Regions from separate parts of the Rattus norvegicus genome. Here regions 1 and 3 are each linked to region 2. The links are chromatin contacts, called in public Hi-C maps. All regions are on one chromosome and are shown on one strand. Each heading gives the region's core, a stretch centred on a gene start, on an enhancer-like site or on the middle of the called end of the contact. The rest is flanking DNA. Distances are from core to core; before and after follow the strand shown. Region 1 holds the start of Sri (sorcin). Region 2 holds the start of Dbf4 (DBF4-CDC7 kinase regulatory subunit). Region 3 holds the start of Abcb1b (ATP-binding cassette, sub-family B member 1B).

The links. A called contact is a pair of places that touch in the nucleus more often than the background predicts.
Region 1: a contact with region 2 is called in a Hi-C map of mammary epithelial cells, with 2.3 times the contacts expected there. The contact joins the promoter of Sri here to the promoter of Dbf4 in region 2.
Region 3: a contact with region 2 is called in a Hi-C map of Schwann cells, with 4 times the contacts expected there. The contact joins the promoter of Abcb1b here to the promoter of Dbf4 in region 2. A contact is called at or near these places in 4 of 12 Hi-C or Micro-C datasets (the A7r5 cell line, Schwann cells, frontal cortex and 1 more).

Annotation. Positions count from the first base shown.
Region 1 is chr4:26,940,173-26,944,419 of GRCr8, forward strand. Sri (sorcin) reads right to left here and starts at 2,485. Exons shown (of 8, transcript NM_001128190.1): 1 at 2,420-2,485; 2 at 1,474-1,557. The coding sequence starts at 2,470.
Region 2 is chr4:26,630,015-26,634,226 of GRCr8, forward strand. It overlaps Dbf4 (DBF4-CDC7 kinase regulatory subunit), which reads left to right and starts at 1,572. Exons shown (of 12, transcript NM_001191748.2): 1 at 1,572-1,761; 2 at 2,814-2,986. The coding sequence starts at 1,716. Slc25a40 (solute carrier family 25, member 40) reads right to left here and starts at 1,369. Exons shown (of 12, transcript NM_001393710.1): 1 at 1,203-1,369.
Region 3 is chr4:26,277,933-26,281,785 of GRCr8, forward strand. It overlaps Abcb1b (ATP-binding cassette, sub-family B member 1B), which reads right to left and starts at 2,097. Exons shown (of 28, transcript NM_012623.3): 1 at 2,068-2,097; 2 at 1,562-1,632. The coding sequence starts at 1,626.

The DNA of each region.
Region 1 (4,247 bases), core at 1,235-3,734, 310 kb after region 2:
ACCACTTTAAAATTATTTCACAGAGTTGTTTAAAACCATAGCCCTCCAACCCCCTTTTTAAAAGAGTGGGGAAGTAGGGTCTATCATAGACTTTTAAGCATCAGGAAATACAAGGTCAGGTCCAAGGAGAAAGAGGCCCTTGGGTCAACTTGACTCGGGAGACAGGGTTTTCCGAGCACAATTATATAGATACCAATACCTACTGACTGAGGTCAGAATAAGACACACAACACTTCTAGGGATTTTAAATAAAATATATAAATCCGAGTTGGTGAGAGCCATCGCGTTATAAATAGGGACGGGATCAATAATTTGCAAGAAGATGAATGTGTGAAATAGAGGCCAGTGCTACTGAAAGCCAAGCAGGTGGAGTTGCTTACATGCTTGAAGACACTGGCAATCTAAGAATGCTTGCCTTGAGGTGTGCTTTCGTCTTGTGGTTTCAAAGACACGGATCAATAACGGATTAAGTAGACACTCGAGAGGAAAGTTTCCCAGTCTTCGACTCAATTTTCCATTCAAATTCTCAAAGTCGGGTTTCTTAGAGCACCACCTCATCCGAGGCGGCTGGAAGATTTTGCTTAGCATATTCTAGAGCACTTTTTGTTTGTTTATGTTTGGTTGGTTTTTTAAAATCACGATCTCATTCTTTCGGACTCTTGTTTAAAACAAGTCTAAGGTGAATAAGTAGGAAGGTCCTCTCTGGACACATCTGGATTATATCCCTGAATATTTACCAAACACAGTGACCTTGCAAGGCAGGCACGTGTCCTTCCCCACAGTAGCCATAGGCATCTGTCATAAAACTCTCTGAGTGAGGAAGTGGGCCTTAGGACTCGCTGACCTGCATTCCTTCTGTGGGTCATCCAGCCACAACACCTAAAAAGGGCATAGAAAGCTAGCCTCACAGGAGCATCTGCACCTAGGGTAGAGGCCACCTTCCTAATAGTGACAGTCACTCTTGTGCTTGGAAGCTCTTTTACAGAACTTCTCTACCTCCTTTGTGGGTAAACGATTAATTATCGGATTCAACTGAAAGTAGCTATCAGTCGTAATGGAGCTATAGAATCATTAATCACCGATATGTGCTTTTAGGTTGGGCAAGCCACAGTTTTATGTTCAGATTTTGAACTTCTTTTCTGTAAGCAGCCCTTGCTCTGCCCTGATAATTCAGTCCTAAAGGCACCTTTAAACTTTGTAGATCTTCGAAGTATTTTCATAATCCCCCTTCGGGTCAATCGAACCCCAGTTTAATCACAAGTTTAGTTTTAATCCGATCTGTTATCAATACACACAACAAACACTCTGTCCTGCTTTGTTCAGATCTAAAACAATGCTTTCATTTCCTTCTCCTCTTTCTTTTTTTTCAGGCAAAGGGACTCACTTCCAGGGCAAAGATAGTTTTGTGCCCCTGCAAGAAATGCTAACACAAGCAGAATATAACAATTCCTCAATAACAAAAGAAAGGCTAACCTGTCCAGCCACAGCAGCAAAGTAACCATAGAGCGGGTCCTGAGTGTGTCCAGGGAACACAGGCCCCCCAGGAGCCCCTCCACACTGTGAAAAAGAAACATAAAGGCATCAGACACAGAATTGAGTCTACTCTTTCACCATGCAAGGCTTTTGTACAATTGACACCGTGTGGCCTTCACAGCCTCTAATTCCCCACCGCCACACCACACCACACTCCGGCTCAGTGACCCACCAGGCTTTTCCACTCCTGCTCCTTTGACATTAAAAGCTGGAGACTTGGTCCAAAATAAATCTCCATGAAGGTGATGCCATTATATGGGAAGCCACTTTAAAATCCCTATTAACTAGCTTAGGCTCGGGATTGTGTTCCTGATGGTTTATTACAGCTTTAGTAGTGTTTTAAAAGTACTTGAAGTACTAGGTAAGGCTGGAGTTAGTACAGGGCTGACAGGTGTGGCTTGGGAAGAAGGATGGTCCGTTTGTATCTAAGATGAGGGTGCTTCAGTCTCTGACAGTACATCTCCAACATCTGGCGAAGTGGTCTTCCTCTAGGACTTCAGCTTATTTCTCCAGTCTTTCTGGCCGACCTGTCACTTTCTTTTCCAGGGAGTGACCACAGAACCATTCTAGATCAAGATGGCTGTTGTTGCTTGGGGACATTCCGAGAGAGAGCAGGAAGTCAACACCCAGTTTGCACTATCTCACGCCACATAACCGACTCACAGAGTAGGCTTCCCGGGTCGCAGCCCACCCACCTGTGGGCCCGGGAAAGGCACAAGGAAAAGATGGGGAAGAAATATGGAGTGGGGCCAAGGCTGGACATCAGGGTCCAGGCGAACTCCCAGGGAGCGTCTGGGACCGCCCGCGGCGCCTCCTCCCGCGCGTCCGTGGCGCCCTCCAGTCCCTGGAGCCGAGAGGCTGCTGTGCCCTCACCCGCTGCACTTACCCCGCCTGGGTAGTACCCTCCGCCAGCGCCAGGGTGCCCGGGATACGACATGGTGCAGACTGCGCCTCCGCCCTGTGTGGTTGCTGCTCGGCCCGTCGGCCCAGAGCCGCCCCGGAGCGCACCACCAGGCCCCGTGGGGGACGCCGCCCGCCTTCCGCCGCCCGCCGCCATCCACCCTGATCGCCCTGCTCCACCCGGAGTGCCGCCCGCACCCTGATGCCTCCGTGCAGTGTTAGCACAGCGTGCGACCCATGGCCAGACGATGACCCAGGACCCCAAACGAGTTTATAGCAGGACCTAATCTCCCTCTCCGTCTAGTGGCACATTCCGACATCCAGGCACCGCTAGGGGATTTTCTTCTTCCTCCTACTGTGCTATTTTGTGGAACATTTATTTACTATTTACACCAAGTTATTGGATAGGGAGGATGGGATAAGGACGATGTGCACAGTTGTAGGAATGGGAAGAACAACTCCAGTGGGTGAAGGGGACACTTTGCAAAATAGGAAAGAACCTTTGATAGCCAGGTGAAACTTGACCTTGCAAGAGAGCTTTTTGCTTTGAATGACGGTGGCCTGTTTCTTTGCCAACTGTTAAGCTGGGTGCAGCTCAGGTGTGATTGCTAGGCGTGGATGTGTGCGGTGGGGTAGAAGAGGGCATTTTCTAGGCAGGAGAGCCTCACCCAGATCATTCGTGGAATATTGAATTGTTTAATTTTCTGGATGTTTCAAATAGAAACATCCGTGATGGTGAACCTTACTGAAAAGGATGTGTAACTCACTTGGGTTGTTCAGAAGATGGTTCAGTTTCTTTTTCGGCTTTCAGCGCAATTTTCAAGAGATAATTGTTTGCTTGCCCTTGACTGTAAAGGACTGAACTGTTTTTTGTTTATTTGTTTGTTTGATTGATTGATTGATTGTTTTTGATTGTTTGCTCTTACTCTTTTCTTTTGAGGCCCGGGTTCTCAGGCTATTCTCTCATGGCCTCAGCCTCCAGATGAGTCACTGTGGCTGCCTGGTTTTTTGTTTTGTTTTGTTTTTAACATTTTGAGAAATACTTTAATAAACAAAACTGATCACAGTGTGAGACCTTAACTTCTCTCAAGTTCTCTTTGGGTACATAAACTCCAAAAACATGAAAGTTATGAATACTGAGAAAAATTCTAAATAGTCCTTATGATCACATGACAAAGGTGTGGCTTGGATTATGTCTGCCTCCGGAGATAAAATTACTGTTTTCAAATACCATGGTCATTGATTAGGCATTTTGAGGTCTTGTCCTGCATTGTGGAACTTTTTAACCAGCTAGATGATCAGCACTGAACTCACACTTGAATTTAAGCTCTTTCAGGACTCATGTTTAAAAGAACACAAAAAAATATGTGTCCCTGATAAAGTGTTGGTAACTAATGCAGGATTCATTTGTCTGGTAAGTGACTATGCTAATTGTTACATTAATAGTCATTAGGCTCTGGTCACTCCTTCTCCCTTAACAAGCGAATTTTAATGGAGGGCTGTAAATGAAATCTTTACAGTGATTGCCGGCAAATTAGTATGCCCTTGCTGTTTCAGGTTCAGGAAAAAAATATGTGGCAACTAATAGTTACAACAAAGATAAATGTGTGTGCATGCGTGCGCGCGCGTGTGTGTGTGTGTGTGTGTGTGTGTGTGTGTGTGTGTGTGGCACACACAAAGTAATTAATGAGTGTCAGATGTCAGACCTTCAAAACACTTTACCTGTTTGTGTAGTCCTTATAAAGTTCTTTGAGATAGGTGCTTTTATTATGAAATTCAGAAACAAGAGCTGAGGGACAGCAAGGAAAGGAGAA
Region 2 (4,212 bases), core at 322-2,821:
AACTCTGCTGGGGACAGAGTTGTGCAAGGGTAATTAGAGTTCTTACTGTTCCAGGCCTGCACTGTGCTTTCAAGAATACAGAGCACCTTTCCACTGATAAGTTCTGTTCCCAGGGTCTTCCAGCTCCTCGGCTTCCTGTCCCTCTCTGCACTCCCCTACCCTCTCCACTTCTTCATCTCACAAGCACCACTCCAAGGCATTCCGCTCTCCCTCGTGGCTTTAATTCTATTCTGTATCAGTGTTTCTCAGAAATGTAAACCATTTCACAAACATGGAGATTCTGTGTTTTTCCTGGAGCTTACGCTTTGAAAACTGAATCCCCTCCCCCCAAATTTTTTTTAAATGTTTGCTCAAACTATAACTCCTCCTTCTCAAGATCTGTTAAGCACCTATTTATAAATTCATATTCATCAGTACAATGTCTCTTTTTTTTTTTTTCCGGAGCTGGGGACCGAACCCAGGGCCTTGCACTTGTTAGGCAAGCGCTCTACCACTGAGCTAAATCCCCAACCAGTAAAATGTCTCTTAACATGTATTTCCCCTCTTCTAGATATTTCTTACGATTACAAATTATCTCTAACTCTCTTAAATCAGTTTAATAAGGGCAGACCCATGATTGTCACTCCAGCTCCCATCCTTAACCTGTTCAAAACAAAATCATTTCTTTTGGCAACCTAATCCGTCTTGATGTCATCTTTGGCTAACAGTCTCACAATTCACCTATCTGTGCCTGAATATACTTATCTGCACTGTCCTGAGGTACTCCCTCAAAAATCAATACTATAAGGAGTGTCTACCATAGCCAGGAGTTAAGAAATGCAGAACAGTACAAAACATTAACGTCTGTAAGGGTGAGAGCAGAAGTATACGCCAAACAAGTTTTGTGAGGCATTTTAAAACAAATCAGGCACTTGAATTTCGTCTGGACCATAATCTCGTAACTATTCCCGCTTTACAGATAAAAAAAAACCCTGAGACTTCATTTCCCACTCTTTCATTGCTGCAAAAAAGAAACCATACACACAGAGAGAAAATACAGGTCTGTACAGAGCAAAAGTACCAAAAGGGCTGCAAGAGCCGGGTCAGGCGGGTGGACCCCGGCCCCGCCGCCACCACGGCCACCCAGGACCTCTGCGGCCTGTCTGCAGGTCGGCGGGAGCCCAGAGCCGGCCCTGCGTCCCACACCGGGTTAATGGGAGTACCTGGTGGCGAGGCAACTGCAAGGCCGTGGTTCCAGCAAACCTAGAAGGTGATGACCGCAATGTGCTGAAGCCTCCGAGGCTAACTGCGTCCACTGCCCGGGTTGCCCCACACTCCCAAGTCTGCAGAGCGGCGCCAGAACCCGAAGAGGACGCCGGAGACCAGGGGTCTGAGGCACCGCAAGCCCGCGCGCTGGGGGCGGAGCGTGGGCGGGGCCACCACCCGGGGGCGGGGCTCTCGGCGCGCGAGGCCCGCCCGGCGTAGTTAGGGCGGGGAGCGCGTCTGGCGCCGCGGTCGCGTGACGCGTTTTCAAATCTTTAACCGCCGCAGCTCCCACGTCGGAGCTACAACCTCTTCCTGCTCCGAGCCTCCGCGCCGGAACCGGCCCTGAAACTCGGCCAGCGGACGCCGCCCGGGGCCGAGGCCAGGGCCGGTGGGCCCTTGGAGCTTTGTGTTCGGGGCCGTCCCATGCGGCCCCCGGTGCGGACCCAGCATGTAGGTGCTTGGTGGCTGCCATGAACCTCGAGACCATGAGGATCCACAGCAAAGCACCTCTCCCTGGTATGGAGCCCCTCCCCCGCCGCGGTCCCTTTAATGGTTTCCTACCCTGCCGGTTCCACGGTAGATTCTAGAGAGTCTTCCTGCCCGACTTCTTGTGCTTTTGCATTTCTCTGGGTTCTCGGCGCCCGGAAGGCGTTCGGTGTTGGTCTCCATGAGGGGCCGACGCTGCCCGGGCCCCTCGTGCTCTCCCCGCCTCAGCAGCGAGCGATCCGGCATTCCCGGGGCTGCAAGCTTCAGACAATGAGCAGGGTCTCCGATGGCCACACCGCCCCACGGAGGAGGCACCCACTGCCATTTGTGACTGTTAGTTCCCGTCACTCATTAGGGAGACGGAGGTGTGTGTGTTTCAACCTCATAGACAAAAGCAGATTTCAATCTCAATATTTCATATAAAAATAAAAATCCATTATAAGGAAAATTCCTAAGAGATACACATGTGTGTCTATTAACTAAGTACTAAAGTGCAGGTTGTGTTCGAAAAGTTTAGAGAAGTTGTTTGATACTCATCTGCTTTTAAAATAAAAAAAAGGACATGAATGAACCTAAGTTCCTCATATGTAAACAAAGTGCATGAACTCCATCCTTTAGTTCTTTTAAGTACTAGACAAACTATGAAACCCAAGTATGAGCATTCGGTAACCCTGGAGAATTAGGTTGTTTATTCTAGATAAGCGTGTGCGGGTGCCTAGGTAAATACGCTTTTAATATTTTAAACACCTGGGTTGAGTCTTTACAGACCTGCTAATACCAATATGAAGTTTACATCGGGAGAGAGTAAGTTTTCAAGAATGTCTTTATAGAGTTCCTTGCCTTTATACATGGAACAGGAGTAAGATTCAGCTCTTGTTCTCCAGTACAGAATTTGTAGAAACCATAGAGTGCAGCAGTTTGCCTTCATCCTAAGTGGTAAAGTTCGGGAAAACATTTAGATTCTAATGGCTTAATTTGTTATGACTAATAATGTCTCCTTTCTGTAATAAAGCTGTTGAATATTGTTAAACAGTTAAATTGTGTCTGCATAAAACATGGCCTGATTCTTTTTTTAATCGCAGGTGGCATCCAAGACAAAAATGAAAAGAATAGACCATCTTTGAAATCCCTGAAAGCTGATAATAGACTGGAAAAATCCAAATATAAGCCGCTTTGGGGGAAAATATTTTACCTTGACTTGCCTTCTATCACCATATGTGAAAAACTCCAAAAAGACATAAAGGAACTTGGAGGGGTGAGTGAGAACTGCACAGCCAGCAAAAGTTGAGAAAAGCAATACTAGCGTTCTGTAAGGTGAACTCACTAAGGAATTTCATTTTGGAAATTATAGCCATTTTGCCACCGTGATGAGCTGTTGATTATTAGTGAGTCATTTGGGGACTGGGAGTAATTCCCTGGCCTAGCACCTAGTGACATGTGCAAGACTTTCTGTGTTCAAGCCCCTCCATCAGAGGATAAAGAAAACATTTTTTAAACCGTTTGTAGCCTGATAAAATGTTCAAGTTTCTGTGATTAATGGTTTGGTATGAATGAGACTTCTATGTCCTAGAGAACTGCCTTTCTTTCAAAATAGCAGGGGCTACTTGACTGATTGCTGAGGGGAGTAGTTATGTTTTAAAATAATTCCATATATTATATACATAATATATACATATATACACATATATACATACATATATATTATATGTGTGTATCAATCATTACATGTATGACATACAATTTACTAGAATACACATATGGGTATACTGTGTGTGTGTGTGTGTGTTATGTACAAGGAGAGAAAGTACTGAGTCAATAGGTGACCGCCATGAAGGAACAATTTTACAGTAATAGTTAAACTGTATTACTTGTTTTCTCCCTTACTTATATGATTAGAAAACTTAGGCAAATCTCTGTAAAGACTTCTTAGGTATAATGTTAATATTACCTAAAATCTAGCAAATGTGGTTATTATGATTTTTACTGCTTTCAAAGGTTTCTGCTGGACTAAAAGTTAGCATGTTTTTGAACATTTTGTTCCCAGACTGGAAATTCACAAGAATATTTCACAGATTTCTTAGAGTTACTTATTAATGTGATATTTTACTTACCTGCCCTTGAAATTTGTCTCCTTTCTTTGGGTAGCAGTTGATAGAATTTCACTTTGAATATGAAAAGCATGTGGATTTCATTCTTTTCTTTGTCAGTTGCATTCATATACAAATTGTATTCAGTTACCCCTGTTACCCGTCCCACTCTTGCCCACTCTCTTCCCTGTCTCCTCTCCCTGAGCAGCCTTCTTTCATACTATTTTGTTGACAAACTGCCCTGTGTTTATGGTAGCATTTATCATAACGACCAGTGTGGCTGCAGTTCGCAAGGTCATGGTTGGCAGACCTGCCAGGGCGACTGTATTGCCTATCAAGGATATGTTAATGTACTCGGGACCTTAGATAGGAGTAAAGACCCCTCTGTTTTAGA
Region 3 (3,853 bases), core at 847-3,346, 350 kb before region 2:
ATATATGATGGTCGCTGGCTATCGCATTTGAGTGTGTGTAGGGAAGGGGGAAGAGCACAAACATGCAATGGAGGTCATGGAAAACTGCCTTGCCTCCTATCAGTAGAATCAAGGTCTCTTGTTACTCGGTGCTGGATTTACCAGGCTAGCTATCCTATTAGCTTCCAGTGAACCTCCCGTTCCAACTTCACACTTCTCCACCAGAGTATTACAGATGTGTGTTACCAGCTCTGCCTTTCAAAAGCTTCTCCCACAGTGCTCCGGCCCTTGCTCAGGTGCTGGGATTTGCGTAAGACTATATGCGCGTGAGCTAGATTATTTCCTAATTTTGGTGATGAATACCCACCTCTTACAAGTAAAACACTGCACATCGAAAGAATAAAGTCTTCTATTTCTTAAACCTCTTTTGGATTACTTTCAATCTAATTATGATATTATGGCTGGGCATGACAAAGTATATTTATAATTCCAGCACTGCAATGGCTAAGGCAGGAAGATTACAAGTTAAGAGGAAAACCCAGGCTACATGGTGATATTCTTTTGAAAAAAAAAAGGGGGGGGAAAGAAAATCAACCATGTTCTGAATTAATCTTCCCAGTTGCCTTCTGGGTAACTCTAGTGTAGTTTAATTATTACTTAGACATCTATCACCACCACCACCACCACCATCATCATCATCATCATCATCATCACCACCACCACCACCACCATCACCACCACCACCACCACCACCACCATCATCATCATCACCACCATCACCACCATCATCATCATCACCACCACCACCATCATCATCATCACCACCACCACCACCACCATCATCATCATCACTCTGGATCGTGATTGTAACCACTTTACTACAGAGAACGCAGTGAACAGATGTTGAACATCTTAAAAAAAAAGTCATGACTTCGTATCAAAGTTTCTTATCAGATTTCACACTTTGAAATGCAAATTCTTCTTTCACCTTGTACTTTCCCTCTTTACCCTGAAACCCTGTTTCTGAATAGTATTAATAGATCTACTAATTCCTATTGTCTTAGTTTACAATTTTCTATAAAGAATGAACCCACTGAAGTAAGTGTTTAATTACCGGCCACAGGCAGTCCACTATGATAAAAATACACTGAAAAATAACTGTTTTCTCTTGGCAATTACATTTTCAGTTTTTCTGATTTAAGTATAGATAACCAACCTTAAATGATCGACCTGTACTGTTCTGTTTCACTTGTGTTTGTATATGTGTTCACCAGAAGATAACGGACCACAGCGAGAGCCCAAGCAGCATATGGCTCAGGTGCGTGAGTGAGTGAACGACAGCGCTCATAAAGCTGGGGTCATAAAACTAAAGGGATGTGAGTGAGCAACGGCGGGTGTACAGGCTGAACAGGAGCCTCCTTCTGTCACACACATCTTAAGGACTGCTCCAAGCAGAGGCTGGTTTACATTTCTGAAGACTGAAATAACACCCACTAATCATTTAGTACAGTGCTAGAGGCTACAAACTAATCGCCCAAATGTACAAGCTATGTAAAGTACGAAAGTGAAACAATCTGGCTACCTCTTTTTGCCCATCTTTGAGAAGTTCTTGTCTGCTGTTCCGTTAAGGCCCTCTTCAAACTCCATCACGACCTGGGGATAAACCACAGTTCATCAGCCAAACACATGGCCGCGGGGACCAGAGCCTAGGCAGAGCTCACTGCCCCAAGGAGCCCAGTGGTGATGAGGGGCCCCGCCCTGATGCTCCAGCGGCCGGGTCTGGAAGTAACTCTCCCGGGGGAATCCCGGGGAAATGTGTCACCGCATAGACCTGGTGCTCTGCTCTGGATCCAGTCATCCCACCCTGCTGGGTACCCTTCGCCCCCGCGCGCTTCTCCACGGCCCGCGGCTGTGAGCTGGGCAGCAGGATGCACAGCGCAGGACTGGCGCTGTGGACACCAGCCTGGGGGCTGCTGCGGGAGCTCCTGGAGCGACTTGTGGCTTTCGCCACTTGGTCCCCAAGAGGACCCTGCCACCTGGACCAGGCTCAGGCATCCGGAGCACCCGACCCTTCCTAGGAAAGCCTACCTCACGTGACACCTCCGGGTTTCCTTCGCGAAGTCCGCCAAGATGTAGAATTTGGAAGAAGTAGCTCTGTGTTGAGCTGAGCCTCAGAAGATGGGAGCAGCGGCCTCAGCCTCTTACAGCTTCAAGAGCCGCTGCGGGAAGGAGCCAGAGGGCTTCCTCAGGCCGGAGATTTAAATAGATGCCGGCGGCCGCCCTGTGGCCCCGCAGCCAATCAGCCTAGTGGGTGGAATTGGGCAAGGAGGCTGGAGCGGTTGCGAAATAGGGATGGTTTCCAGGCTTCTCTGAGTTTTTGAGAAGGGAGCTGGAATTCCCCAGACATTAACACAGACATGTCTCTACATGTTCAGGTAACTCTCCATATGGACGTGTATATACCTGGATAGTGCACGGTTGCATCCCTGGTGAGTCATACTTAAAAGGACACATTCCCTGACATATCTAATCTAATATAATTAATAAAGCAGCCAGGAACCTCGCTTATTCTGTAAAGTTCCCTTCTGACAGCACTGCTTTTTTGTGTGTGTGTTTCTAAAGCTGGTAGAAATTTTTTCTGCGAAAGTCTTTTTTTTTTTTTCCAGTATGTTTGGCGTTTTTCTAAAGCATATCCATTCGGTTTTCTGGCTTTGATGATAGTCCTATACAGAAGTCTTATACAATTTCAAGGTAGAAATGATATTTTAAAGTACATAGCGTTTTTCAACTTTTAACTCTGGAATCGATGGCCGTGTTTTCCTCAGGGCATATCAAGTTTTTACGTGTTCTGGAATTCTGATTGATGCAGATATTTGAGTGTAACAGGTCTTTTTCTGTCTAGTTGTACCTGGCTGTGACCTAACATGCTGGCAACTCAGTGGCCGAAAAGTGTCAACCTGAGACAGAGCTCCTTGTCATTTTGTCCTTCCCCTACCCCACCCCCGAGCTGAGGACCGAACCCAGAGCCTTGTGCTTGCTAGGCAAGCTCTCTACCACTGAGCTAAATCCCTAACCCAGAGTGACAGTGAAGCCCAGACCACCTGGGTGGAAACTCCTATTCTTACACCAAGCTGCCTCTGTATCCACAGATACCAAGAAGTAGCCACCGTTGTTTTACTTAACTCATGGTCCACGGGGTGAGCTGAGGTCTCCTTCCTGAGCAAGATGGAAATTTTACTTGGTCTGTTAACTAGCTGCATTGAATGGAAGACATATCATGAAAGGACATCTGTACCTTACCTGCTCCTCAGGGGCTTCAGGTGAGGACGGAGGAGTTTGTCATCCTCCGGGCCCAGACCACCTTTCCCCAGTCTGTGTAGTGAGGTTATCTCGTGCACAACGACAAACCTTTTAACTCATCTTCTCAGCCCTGAAGGCTTTGCCCTCTCCTCTCTTCAGCTTCCCTTTGTAACCCCAGCATCCCTTCTCACCGGTGTGCAACTTGCAGTTTCCCCTTACAATCTGCAGGGGGCGAGCTGTGTTACCAACAGAAGGGACAGAGGCAAGGCCCCAACCCTTTCTCCTCAGTGGCTTGAAAAGAGGTCCCTTTCAATTTGTGCAAAACTGAAATATGTTGCTTCAACAAAGAAAAGAATTTCTCATACACCCACTCATATGGATTTGGGCGGCATAGAAACAAAGTTACAAGGTAGGTTTATGAGGTAATGTTTAGACTTAGGAATGACGGAGTGTAGCTCCCTCACCTAATACAGCAATGACAATAGTACAGTCATCTGTCATGCCAGCTCCCAGTGTTCCTCTCACTGTACCAACAGGGAGAGAACTCACAACTGTCCCCAAAGTGTCCCATCAG